Linked DNA regions of Gossypium hirsutum: region 1 is linked to region 2. Evidence: chromatin contacts called from public Hi-C data. All regions are on one chromosome and are shown on one strand. The core of a region is the stretch at or near the end of the contact, and the rest is flanking DNA. Distances in the headings are between cores, read along the strand shown. Region 1 holds the start of LOC107955016 (FRIGIDA-like protein 3). Region 2 holds the start of LOC107955002.

Region 1 (6,206 bases), core at 1,242-3,741, 270 kb after region 2:
TCGCTGAAAATATTCAGACAAGACCTTTTAATCGTCGGTGCAATATTCTAAATCCGAACATGTTTCAAATCTTTGTCTGAGTCGAATGTTGACTCAACTTTAAGAGCACTCCTCAACCTCACTAACTCCCCACCATTTACAGATAACTTTACAACGAAGCGAATATTCCATTTTTTAAAATTTCCAACAGAAGAAAGAGCAGAGTGCTCCAGGAATAAAAAGCAAGAGAGATGGCTTTACAGTGTGTCCATCAGATTCTCGTTGAACTGCGTCGGATTTATACTGAAATTATGTACTAAAACATTAAATTATTTAATATTTTCTAAAATATTCATTAAGTCTTTAAATAAACAGCAGAATAGGCCACATAAATCTCTTAAAATTTAGACCAATCATTGTAGGTTGAACAAACCGTTAGTTTATTAAATAAATTATATTGTTTTTAAAATATATTTAAATCCAATCAAAATTATGTAGTATTTATATTTAACAAAAAGTTATATATTTTAGTATTTAAAGATAACAATGTTAATTTTCTAGTATTTAATTCCATATTTACGGTTAATTTGATAAAAATTTATTATTAATAATATTGGGTTTGAATTTTTATTAATAGAATAAATTTAAATTTTTATTGTGAATTTGTTTAAAATTTGTGTTTAATTTATTAGAACGAAAATTATATTTTTCAAATTTTAAAATTAAATTAAATTAATTGTTAATTATGAATTTTTATTAAATTAACTATAAAACTCTAATTAAATATAAAAAAAGTTAACACCATAAGTTTCTCTTGCTAAATATGAATACTTACATTAAAATAAATAAATTACCTAGTTGGTCACCTAAATTTTAGGGCACTTTCATTTTGATCATCCAAAATAAAATTGTTACAATTTCGTCACTCAACTTTTAAGGTGCTTTCATTTTAGTCACCCAATCGTTGAATCTCTAACGCCAGTTAACTATACACGCCATATCATGTTCACACTTCCATTTTGGTCACAAAAAAAAACATATTTTCTTTTAAGTATTGATCGAGGTAAAAAAATTAAGGATTAAAGTAAAAAAATGATAGAAACTAAAATAATGCATTAAAACATTGTCAAATTGTACTTGTTTATCACATTTATGAAAGTTCTAATTTTTTCAAAATTGGAATTTTAAATTTCAAAAAATAGAACTCAAGTTAACCAATTTGTTACTGTAATATTGAAATCAATTAAATTAATCTCCTCCTAAATTTTAAAATTTTATTTTATATTTCCATATTATTCTTAATTAAATCAACTCGATAACTCATATTTAATAATTGTCTATGAAACATAAATTTCTTTTGATTATATAATCTCGAATTTTTCACCAAAAGCAAAGAAAAATCATTGCAATTAATTAAATTAAGTGCTTGTTCTTCGTTTGGGTAACAAAAGTGATGAAAAATTATGGGTTTTGCTTGGCATGAAATATTAATTAATTAATTAAATTAATTGTAAGAACTTTTCTTTACTTTTTGCTTAATATGAAAAACTCGAGACCATATAATTAAAAGAAATTTGAGTTTCATGTACAATCATTAAAGATGATTTATTTGAGTTGATTTTAATTTAGAAACATAAAATAAGATTTTAAGATTTAAAAGGATACTAAATTAATTGATTTAATTAATTATAATATTATAGTAACAAATTGTTTTGCATTGTCAATAGATACAATATTTTCAATAACTTATTTAGCCGATTTCGATGTTTTGAAATTTAAAATTTCAATATTGAAAAAAAATTAGAACTTCTGGCAATGAGGTAAACAAGTAGAATTTGACAAATTTTAAAGCATTATTTTAGTTTGTACCTTTTTTCACTGAAATCCTTAATGTTTTTTTACCCCGATCAATATTAAAAAAATATATTTTTTGAGTGACCAAAATAAAAGTGCGAACATGATATGACATGTACAATTTAACCGTTGTTAAAGATTTAATGGTTAAATGATTAAAATAAAAACATCCTAAAAATAGAGTGACGAAATTGTAAGAATTTAATTTTGAGTGGTCAACTAAATATCTTACCCTTAACAAAACACAAATTTTGCATTAAAAAAAATTAAACTCAAATATTTAAGGGTATATTAAGCTTTATTTTCCCCAAAAATTTAACTCGACTAATGCCAGTTACATTTAAAGTTGAAATGACACCTCATTTGTTTAGTTCAACCATATTTAAATGAAACATTAAAATAATAAACAAAATTTATTTCAACAATATTGTTATAAGTTCAAATCATATCTGTTCTTTGACATAATATTTAAAACTATCCAAAACCCTTTGTCAACTCATAAATAAAAGGATAATTCGATTCAACACACATAAATCTATGTCTCCATGTATTGATAATAATACTCGTGTCAATTGAGCTAATCCTTAATCTAAAATAATCAACAATTTTGAATTTAAGTAAGTTTTAATGTCTGAAATTGAATGAAGTGAATAATCCCATTCTCAATAAATGCTGAATAAAATAATGATAAAGGAAAAGAGGGAAAAAACACTATCTTTTAGCTTTCGTTTCATTTAGTCTCTCTTTCTTTCTCTCTCTAGTGATTAAAGGATAGGTAGCAGCCACAAATATCCACTATCCCAAAACACCAAACCTTCTTTGAAAAAAAGAGGAAACAAAAAATGGAGTGATTAATTCGAATCTTTATCGAATTAGGACACTTTGTTACCCCATTTCCGTTTGAATCAATCAGGTAATTGTCTCTCTCCCTCGCTATTTCTTTCTTTTCCCGTCGTTTTCACTCTCTTCTCCGGATCGGCACTTTCTTCCTTTTTTTTTAACCCGTCATAAAAAAATTAAAAATCCCTCTTTTTTCTCTTCAAATCTGTTTAATTTTTCTTCACTTCGGGAAATGTGTTTTTGAACTGCCAAAACTCGTCTACTTCTTTTGTTCCCTTTCGTCTGCAGCGAAAAATTCGCTGTTCTGTTCTGATCATGTCCTTTATTTTTAGGTTAGGTGATCTGTGCTTGTTTTGGGTTTACGATCTTTGGGTCGTTGGTATCTTTCTGTGATTTCGGAACTTGTAAAATCACTGGTGAGAGTGGCTACGTTTTACTGGAAAACTGCACCTTTCTGATTAGGCTTTCTAGGGTTAAGTTGGAGCTCTCATTTTTGTGCCTTGATCGCTTAGTTATAATATTTGTTCTAAAGTTTAACTTGTGGGTTTTCTACTCAAGGAATAAAGGAATGTTTACTTTGAACTTAATGATGCTGAAGTTTTGAGTGATAACTATGGTAATTATATTTGGAAATATGTTAATCTGTTTTATTATTATTGATGGAACTGAACTTCTTTTAAGTGGTCCTTATTAAGTTAGGATATTTTAGAATTGGGAAATAGATAAAGGTAGGAAAAGCTTTGATTTGCTGAAACTTATTATCTTCCAAAAGGGAGCTTAGATCATTGTGATCTGTTTATGGAAAGTATTTATTACCGTGAGAGGATTACTAGAACTCTTTTTGTGGATTAACATTTATTGTTTGGGGGTGAAATTTTGTTCTGATTCAAAGTAAATTTGTTGCTTTTGAATTTCTATTGCTTTATTTGGTTATTAACTTATTACTATTTTCGCGGACAATGTTGGATTCTTTGAAATGAAAATGTGTTTACTTATATTGAACTTTATCTTCCCTGATATTTAATTAATATTTTTGTTTTCCGTTTACCTTTCCCTTTTGCTACAACAAGATTAGAGAAGGATTTTGTACTCTAGAAAATCTGTTTGGTTCTATATTCTCTCTCTACTGCTGCAGTGGGGGGTCCAATCCTGGCTGATGTCTTTCTCTTTCAGGTTTTTTGTCATGGAAGATAAGCAGTCGGTTGCAACACTCATAGACTCAACAACTACTAAGATACAGCAGCTTCAGAAAGCATTTGCTGAACTTGAAAGTCATCGTGCTGTAACACTTAATCTGAAATGGAAAGAACTTGAGGAACATTTCCATGGGCTTGAGAAGTCCTTGAAGAGACGCTTCCATGAATTAGAAGACCAAGAAAAGGAGTTTGAGACAAAAACTAGGAAATCTCGAGAAATGTTGAAGAAGCGTGAAGCTGCTGTTGTTGCTAAAGAACAAGCTTCACTAGTGAGGTTACAAGAAAAGAGAGATGCTGCTGTTTTTGCCATTAGTAATGCTCTAGAAAAGCATAGGAAAGTATCACCTGAGGAGCCTGCTGATAGCTGTGATGGAGACAGTGGTGAACTGTCAGTTGAGGAGAAACCCCCTGATTCTGTAGCTTCCGAAAGTAACTCAGAGGATATAAAATGTTCTTCTGAAAATGGAAATTTCGGGGTGAAATCTTATCCCCAATTGGTAAAAATTTGTGAAGAGATGGACTCTGAAGGACTACACAAGTTTATATCAGATAATCGCAAGAACCTTGCTGCCTTAAAGGAGGAAATTCCTTGGGCGTTGAAGGCTGCAGCAAGCCCAGCTTATTTGGTCCTGGAATCTTTGAAAGGATTTTACCTTTTAGAAGCACCAAATGTGGATCGAAAGAAAGATTCAAATCTACTGGGTCTTAGGCGAACCTGTATTATGTTGATGGAATGTCTTAGCTTTTTGTTAAGGAATATGGATATGGTTTCTGTTTCTGCTTTAATCTCAGAAGATGTTAGGGGGCAAGCAAAGTTAATTGCTGAGGAATGGAAACCAAAGTTGGATGCTCTTGACATGGATGCTAGTAATGGTAATTCATTGGAAGCTCATGCATTCCTGCAACTTCTTGCCACTTTTGGTATTGCTTCTGACTTCAATGAGGAAGAACTGTCAAGGCTGATACCAATGGTCTCTCGTCGTCGTCAAACAGCTGATCTCTGCCGGTCCCTTGGTTTGTCTGAAAAAATGCCAGGTTTGTGTAGTATGAACTTACATAGTAACATTGCATAGAATACTTGTTTGTTTGGAAAAAAAAAACGAGTGATTCTGAACAATGAGCTTGAATCTTTCTCCATTCACCATGGGTTTACCTTATACATCCATTATATTTCTTCCGTTCCATTTTTGTAAAACTGATATAACTAACTATTTCAAGTAGACTTTCAGCATAATTAAAAAAAAAGGTCAGGTGAGACCTTGTAAATTAACTGACTTTTTCTATTCCCCCTAACTTAGGCAACTTCAAGCCATCAGAACCGGGGAAACTAATCTTTGCTCTTAAACTGATAAGCATCTTCAAGTTCCTAAATGCTTTTTATTTTACATATTCTTTAAACAATATTGTTGTTAAAATGCTATTTTGGAGTTCAGTGGACCATCCTTCATTTTGGATGACCGTTGTCTGGCACTTTCAGATATTTATCCAATTGTGTGGGATGAACACAAGCAATGTTAATCTATTATTTTTCCTCCCTGAATTGTACTTCTAAGTCTTAGAACAAGAACTGTGAATTACACATGGAATACTGTTGTAGAAAATCAATCATTTCTTCCATTTGTACTGGTTCTGGTTAATTCGTACTTTACTTTTATTTATCTTTCCATATTTCAGGTGTAATTGAAGTTCTGGTGAATAATGGAAGGCAGATTGATGCGGTTAATCTGGCTTTTGCATTTGATCTTACAGTGCAGTTCTTGCCTGTACCTTTACTGAAGGCCTACTTGAAGGAGGCAAGAAAAGCTTCTTCACCTGTTAAGCCTGGAAATTCCTCTTCTACTGCTCAGGTGTGTTCTTTACTCCTCTACTTCAAGGGGATTGGTTTGCCTAATATTGGTTGAATATAGTTTGGTTGACAATATCTTAACCAAATGTTTGAGGGACAAGTCCTTATTGCTGTTTTTGTCCACAAGGCCATGTCTGAAGCAGATTGGACCAGCTTTCTGTCCCGTTAGCCATCTAACATGCTTGGATCTTGTTGGATCATTTGGGATGATTTGGCTAGTTAGTTCTTACTTACAGTACCTTTCATAAACCTGAGACCTTTTGGTAGTTAAATTTTTTAGTAATTGTTTGGATGTGGCCCTGAAGGCAATTTGTTCTTGCCATTTCAATGCAGAAGAATATTTTTGCTCTACTTCATGCTAGTGAGACTTTTTTTTAATTTTTTGCTGCATATTGGAAAATGGCTGAAAACTTTCTTCTGTATTTTCAGATTGAGTTTAGTGAGCGAGAGTTGGCAGCTCTGAAGGCTGTGATCAAGTGCATTGAGGAGCA
Region 2 (6,317 bases), core at 3,732-6,231:
TTTCTGCCGTAAGAATGATTGCAGTGGATATGTGCATGAAGTGTCAAACGGAAAAACCTTTGAAAAACTATAACTGAATGCACCCATGTTGAGATGCTTTCTAAAAAAAGACAAACAAAAACTCACAAGTGTATAGATTTTGATTTTGATTTAAACGGAAACAAGTACAGGATGGCTACGTTTCGTTCGCTGTAATGGAATAGAGGCGTAATAGATAATTCTTTTGTTTGGTTGAATTGAATAGAATAGAGGTGTAATAGTATTCTTATGTTTGGTTGAATGTAATAGAGCTGTAATAGCATAAGAAAAAAAACTAAAATGACTAGAATACCCTTAGTAGAATTTTTGTTAGGTAAATGATTATTGTTATTGTTATTAATTTTTAATAAGATTATTAATATAAATAATAAATAATTTAATCATATTTTAACATAATTATTATTAAATATAATTTAATAAAAATATATAATTTAATAAAATTCTTAATAATAAATATTCTTATATGGATTTACTAAAATCATAATATATAATACTATAAAATATAATTTAAAATAATTATTATTAAATATAATTTAATAAAATTCTTAATAATAAATATTATTATATGAATTTACTAAAATCATAATATGTAATACTATAAAATATAGTTTAATTAGTTTTTATTAAATATAATTTAATAAAAATATATAATTTAATAAAATTATTAATAATAAATATTCTTATATGAATTTACTAAAATCATAATATATAATACTATAAAATATAATTTAATTAGTTTTTATTAAATATAATTTAATAAAAATATATAATTTAATAAAAAAATTTAGTAATAAATATTCTTATATGAATTTGTATAATTTAAAATAATTATTATTAAATAAATTTAATAATATATAATTTCATAAAATTCTTACTAATAAATTTTCTTATACGAATTTGTATAATTTAAAATAATTATTATTAAATATAATTTAATAATATATAATTTCATAAAATTCTTACTAATAAATTTTCTTATACGAATTTGTATAATTTAAAATAATTAGTATTAAATATAATTTAATAATAATATATAATTTCATAAAATTCTTAATAGTAAATATTCTTATATGAATTTGTACAATTTAAAATAATTATTATTAAATATAATTTAATAATATATAATTTCATAAAATTCTTAATAGTAAATATTCTTATATGAATTTGTACAATTTAAAATAATTATTATTAAATATAATTTAATAATAATATATAATTTCATAAAATTCTTAATAGTAAATATTCTTATATGAATTTGTATAATTTAAAATAATTATTATTAAATATAATTTAATAATGATATATAATTTCATAAAATTCTTACTAATAAATATTCTTATATGAATTTACTAAAATCATAATATAACTTGATAATTAAATTCTGCATAAACATAATTAACTTTTGTTAATTATATTAACAAAAGGTTAGATGAAAATGAAATTCTACATCATAATCCATATGTTATATAGTTTTACAACATCCGAAATGTAAATGTTCTTGGTTAAAGTAAAAAGATAAAATCCGAAATGTAAATGTAGTTTAACATGTATATATTGTCTTTCCCGTATTACTAGAAAATAGTAAATAGAATCATCTTTGCAGTGGAGATATTTGCTTAAGTCCGTTACTGATACTTGTCTGTCCACCTGCATCAATAAATAATAAAGATGTTATCAAGTCAAGAAATTGACATCACTTGTGTTAAAATATTAAAGCTCCAAATGATAAAATATAAAATCATACATGGACAACATTAATATGACATTTTCGAGTACCTTAAAATATAATATCATACATGGACAACCCTGGGATACCATCAAGAAACATAAAGAGACATACAAAATATAAACATACAAAAACGTAAATTGAATATAAACATACAGAAACATACAGAATATAAACATACAGAAACCATTTCCAATTGAAAACTTCAACAACAGAAACATTGTTTATGGCTAAGGTGCATCATATAATGTGGACACTCTTCACGTTGATTTCATCGATTATAAGCAGCTATGACGAAAAGGCTGCATGCCAGAAGATTTTGGAAAAGGCTGGACTTGAAGGATTTCAGGTAATGCAACGATTTTTCTTATGGCAGTTGGAATTATTCAATGATTATGCCCTTCATGTTGTGATATGGCAGTGTTGAAGCATCAACAATTGAACTCAAAACTTGAATGACTTGTCAACAGGATCCCAATTAATTCGTGAATTAAGCTTATAATTATAGAATGATATATGTATATACATATATTTACTTTGTAGCACAACAATTAATACGGTCCCTCTGATAAAAGGTCAGATTAGGGAAATGTCAACCCCACTTCTAGATGCTGAAGAAATAGGAGGAAGAAAAAGATAAATGATGTTGTCAACAGTTGATGCCACTGACTACCTATCAGCAGTTCTGGTAAATAATATATAAAAGTTAGTATAAAATAACTATAGAAGTTAGCCTCCTAAGACAACCAATAATCCAAAATATAAGTTGTCAATCTATAGTATCTATAAAGTGTTTTTTTATAAATAAATGGAAAGATGACACCCCATTACTTTAAGATACAACTTGTACTACCGAAAATATTATGATATGCGAATGAAGCATCACTAAAATAGAGTTGATGAATAGGATATGTATAGTAGTCAAAAGTTTCTGCTAGAAGTTTGGAAAAATATTTTTGGTGGCAAGTTGACTATCCTATGGAGGATGGTGGATATGAACATACTCATTTGTATATATTCAAAGTCAAGAGTGTCACATTGACTGATGATATATGCAATATTGTTGGTGATGGCAAACTCAATGAGGCTGTTTGCATAGTCTGATCAGTGCAGTGATAGTGAGGCTTGTGCTATTATAAGAGGTAATTATGACCTTGGGTACGTATAGTATTGACAAGTTACATGTATTCTTTCAATTAGTAATTAACTAACTACATTTCTTGCCACAAATATGTGTTTTTTGTTTGAATTTTCTCAATGCTGAATTAAGAAAGAAGGCTAGGTTGTGGAAACTTCTAGGAATTAACTAAACCTAAATTTCTTTTTAAAATAAGAATACTGCTTTCTTTTTCAATATAAATATCATTTTAAAAACCATTAGGCTATTTCAACTTAAGCTAGGTTGGCATTTATTCGTTGAATATATATGACAAAAGAGGAAATATATACCTAAATCAACATCAACAACTAAGATATATTTTTTGGTACATAAGAGTTTAGGTTAGAGGAGATTATCCCAATCCAAGATCAAGACATGCTACTGGCTTCATAGAGGGCTACATCAGCAGAATATAAACCAATGCATTGCTTGCTAAAGAACGAGAGACTGCAAAGAAAGCCATCGAAGAAGCGCCTCCAGTTATTCAAGAGAAAGAAGTTCTCGTTGAAGATACAAAGAAAGTTGAATCTCTAATAGAAGTGGAAAGCCTAAAGGTATGAACCTCCAAAATCCAATATATCTTCAAATAATGCTGCAAGAGTTCCGTTTTATCCATGGTTAGGAATGTTTCTTATCATATTTGTTTCCCACAGTCCTCATTGGAAACAGAAAAACTGAGAGCTGATGAGGCAGAAGGAAAGTACAAAGAACTCCAATAATGACGTGAAGAAAAACGAAAAAAACTGGAAGAAACCGAAAAAAAAGTTCAACAACTAGCTGACTCAATGAGAGGGTAGCCTATAATTTGCTTTACTAGTTTGCTATAAAAGCTCATGTTTTTATATTAAGAATATATGATACATACACTTTGCATCTTCATTAATATATGTTTTTATCTCAACTAGCTGACTCAACGTGAAGAGTGTCCACATTAGTTCAATCTCAAGAAAAAGAACACTATATTTCTTCCATCAATTTACACTACCCACTTTCTATAAGCACTAAAGTTCCTCAACCATGCTTGATAACTACAGCTTAGCCAACATAAATGAATCGTCTGTCTTCATGAAATGCAAACAGTAACCATACTAATTTCTTAAGTTTTGATTTCTTTACAATAATTAAACAGAAATGAAGAAGAAGCAGTAATTTAATGGTATTACCTTAAAAAGGCTTGGGCAATTTCACGAACGAGCCTTTCGAAAGGCAGTTTCTTGATGAGTTCAGTACTTTGCTGATACTTCTGGATTTCACTGCATCCAATAGAAACATCATAAGTTCAATTCGTGTAAACAAGAATAAGAAAACGTGTCTAAAAGGGGAAAATAAAAGTTGAGCAGAAAAAGTCTCAACCGAAAAGGGGAAAAGAAAAGTTGAAAGAGGTGAAAGATCGAGTGAGCCAATTGATTGATCTTTCACCGGGGAGAAAGCAACAGAAAGAGCAAACGGAGAGATCTGAAAAGTAAAAAGGGTTCCCATTTTCCAGTGAAACCGAGGACCGAAAGGTCGGTGAGAGATAGCAAAAAGAGTTCCCATTTTCCAGTGAAACCAGTGTCTTGTGGATGCTATCAAGAAAAAAAAAGAAAAAGAAAACGTACCAGGAGATGAAGATGAAGGGCGAATGGATGCTTGATTTGGGGAGGAAGAAATCTGCTGGAGTTAATTTTGGGAAGAAGGGAGGCAGGCTATTTTCGTCTAAAACCTAAACGGTCTTGCTTGAATGGGTATTCAGACCCCCAACCGTGTAATGGCTATTCCGTGGGATGAGGGAATGGGAACGTAATACCTATTTCGTGGAATCACCTAAACGGTGAACCAAACGCCTGCATCACTGTAGCGCGCGGAATTGCTGCGGAATGGAATTGCAATTCCATCCAACCAAACGCAGTGGAAGTGTTTTCTAAAGATGAATAGATACTTCATTGAGCATATTAACAAAATCATGGGTGGATATGGGGACCTTTAGGCCTTTTAGGCTGTAGGATTAGTTTTGGGCCAACTCAGGGTAGACCCAAAGCCACCCTCACCAAGTCGCCAATTGCACAATTTATTATGTGGAATAAAATGGAATTCTTTCTTCATCTTCTTCATCAACAACCAACCTCCGACTTGCTTCTTCGCAACGATTCACGGTCTTCTCTCTCTGCTCCACCAATTCAGCTGGGTTTTTTTCGAGTTTGGAGATAGCTCCTGAAACATGGAACCAAAGATGGAAGATACTTGCCCAATAATCCAACGACCTTCCCTCAAAACTCATCCCCGTTTCAACAATTACTCCTTATGGAAACACAAGGTTCGTCTCCCTCTCTAAGTATTAATTATGGGATTTTCATTTTTGGGTTTTAGGGTTTATCATTTTATCTTTCTTTTATCTGTTGAAAATTTGAAATTGGATGAATATTATTTAAATTGTGGATGATGAAGTGTAGTTGAGAGAAAATTGTTACAAAAGGGTACGAGAAGACCGCACTCGTTTGCTTTGGAAAATGAGGTTGCCTGCTGCCCAATCTTTCAATCACAAGGTTTTTTTTTTTTTTCATTCGAAAATATTTTATCTGGTTTCTATATATTTATTGCCTTTTGCTGCATATTATTAGGTTACCCTGAACTTGGAATATAAAATTTAGGTTTTATTCCAAAATTGTACCCTTGCTACTTATTTAGCCTCTCTTGATAAAATATATGTTGGTTCAGTCTTTATTTTTTCTTCAAATACCTGTGTTCCATCATCCATGCCTGTGTCAGACAGAAAAATCCTTCCAAAACTCTCCAATTACATGAAAAACTTCAGGAAAAAAAATTAAACATGTTCATGACAGATGCATACTTGTATTTAACACGCATATCCAAGTCCAAGTAACATAGGATTATATAGCCTGGTGAAATTTGCTTGTAATATTTGCTGGTATTTTTTTTTGAATTCAGGTGCTTTTTCTTGATTTCTTATAATTCTGTTTCTCTTGAAATAAATTCATGCAGGTGAGTTTATTGGTACATCACTTTTTTTTTCTTTTTTTTTTGTGTTTTCTGGTTTCAGGAGTTTATAAAAACTGCCTTTCAGGACATAGTTTCTGATGAACTTAAAAGAATTAAAGACTCACCAATAAGTGACTGTTTGGAAAGCTCAAACTCTGTTTCCTCAGCCCCTGATGAATTATGGGAATACAGTGGCCTTCAAGATGCGTATCAAGGTGAATGCGAAGAGATATTGCTAGAAATGCAAAGAATATTTTATGAGGATCTCAGGAGAGAGCCAGCAGAGAAAGGTAATTAATAGTCCCACTTTAAAACCACTGTTGTTAAGGCTTCTGTCCTAGTGTTGCACCTGTATTCGTATCTTTCTATAAGTGGGTGAATGATCATGCAAATGCATGACTTTGGAGGTTATATTTG

The links. A called contact is a pair of places that touch in the nucleus more often than the background predicts.
Region 1: a Hi-C map of leaf shows a contact between it and region 2, with 2.2 times the contacts expected there. The contact joins the promoter of LOC107955016 here to the promoter of LOC107955002 in region 2. A contact is called at or near these places in 2 of 34 Hi-C or Micro-C datasets (both in leaf).

The regions. Positions count from the first base shown.
Region 1 is chrD07:53,610,545-53,616,750 of Gossypium_hirsutum_v2.1, forward strand. LOC107955016 (FRIGIDA-like protein 3) reads left to right here and starts at 2,492. Exons shown (of 4, transcript XM_041097841.1): 1 at 2,492-2,746; 2 at 3,847-4,904; 3 at 5,544-5,716; 4 at 6,145-6,206. The coding sequence starts at 3,857.
Region 2 is chrD07:53,334,292-53,340,608 of Gossypium_hirsutum_v2.1, forward strand. LOC107955002 reads left to right here and starts at 4,982. Exons shown (of 6, transcript XM_016890701.2): 1 at 4,982-5,217; 2 at 5,354-5,446; 3 at 5,962-6,190. The coding sequence starts at 5,122. LOC107955003 (a long non-coding RNA gene) reads right to left here and starts at 4,804. Exons shown (of 3, transcript XR_001699787.2): 1 at 4,523-4,804; 2 at 4,088-4,177; 3 at 1,465-1,686.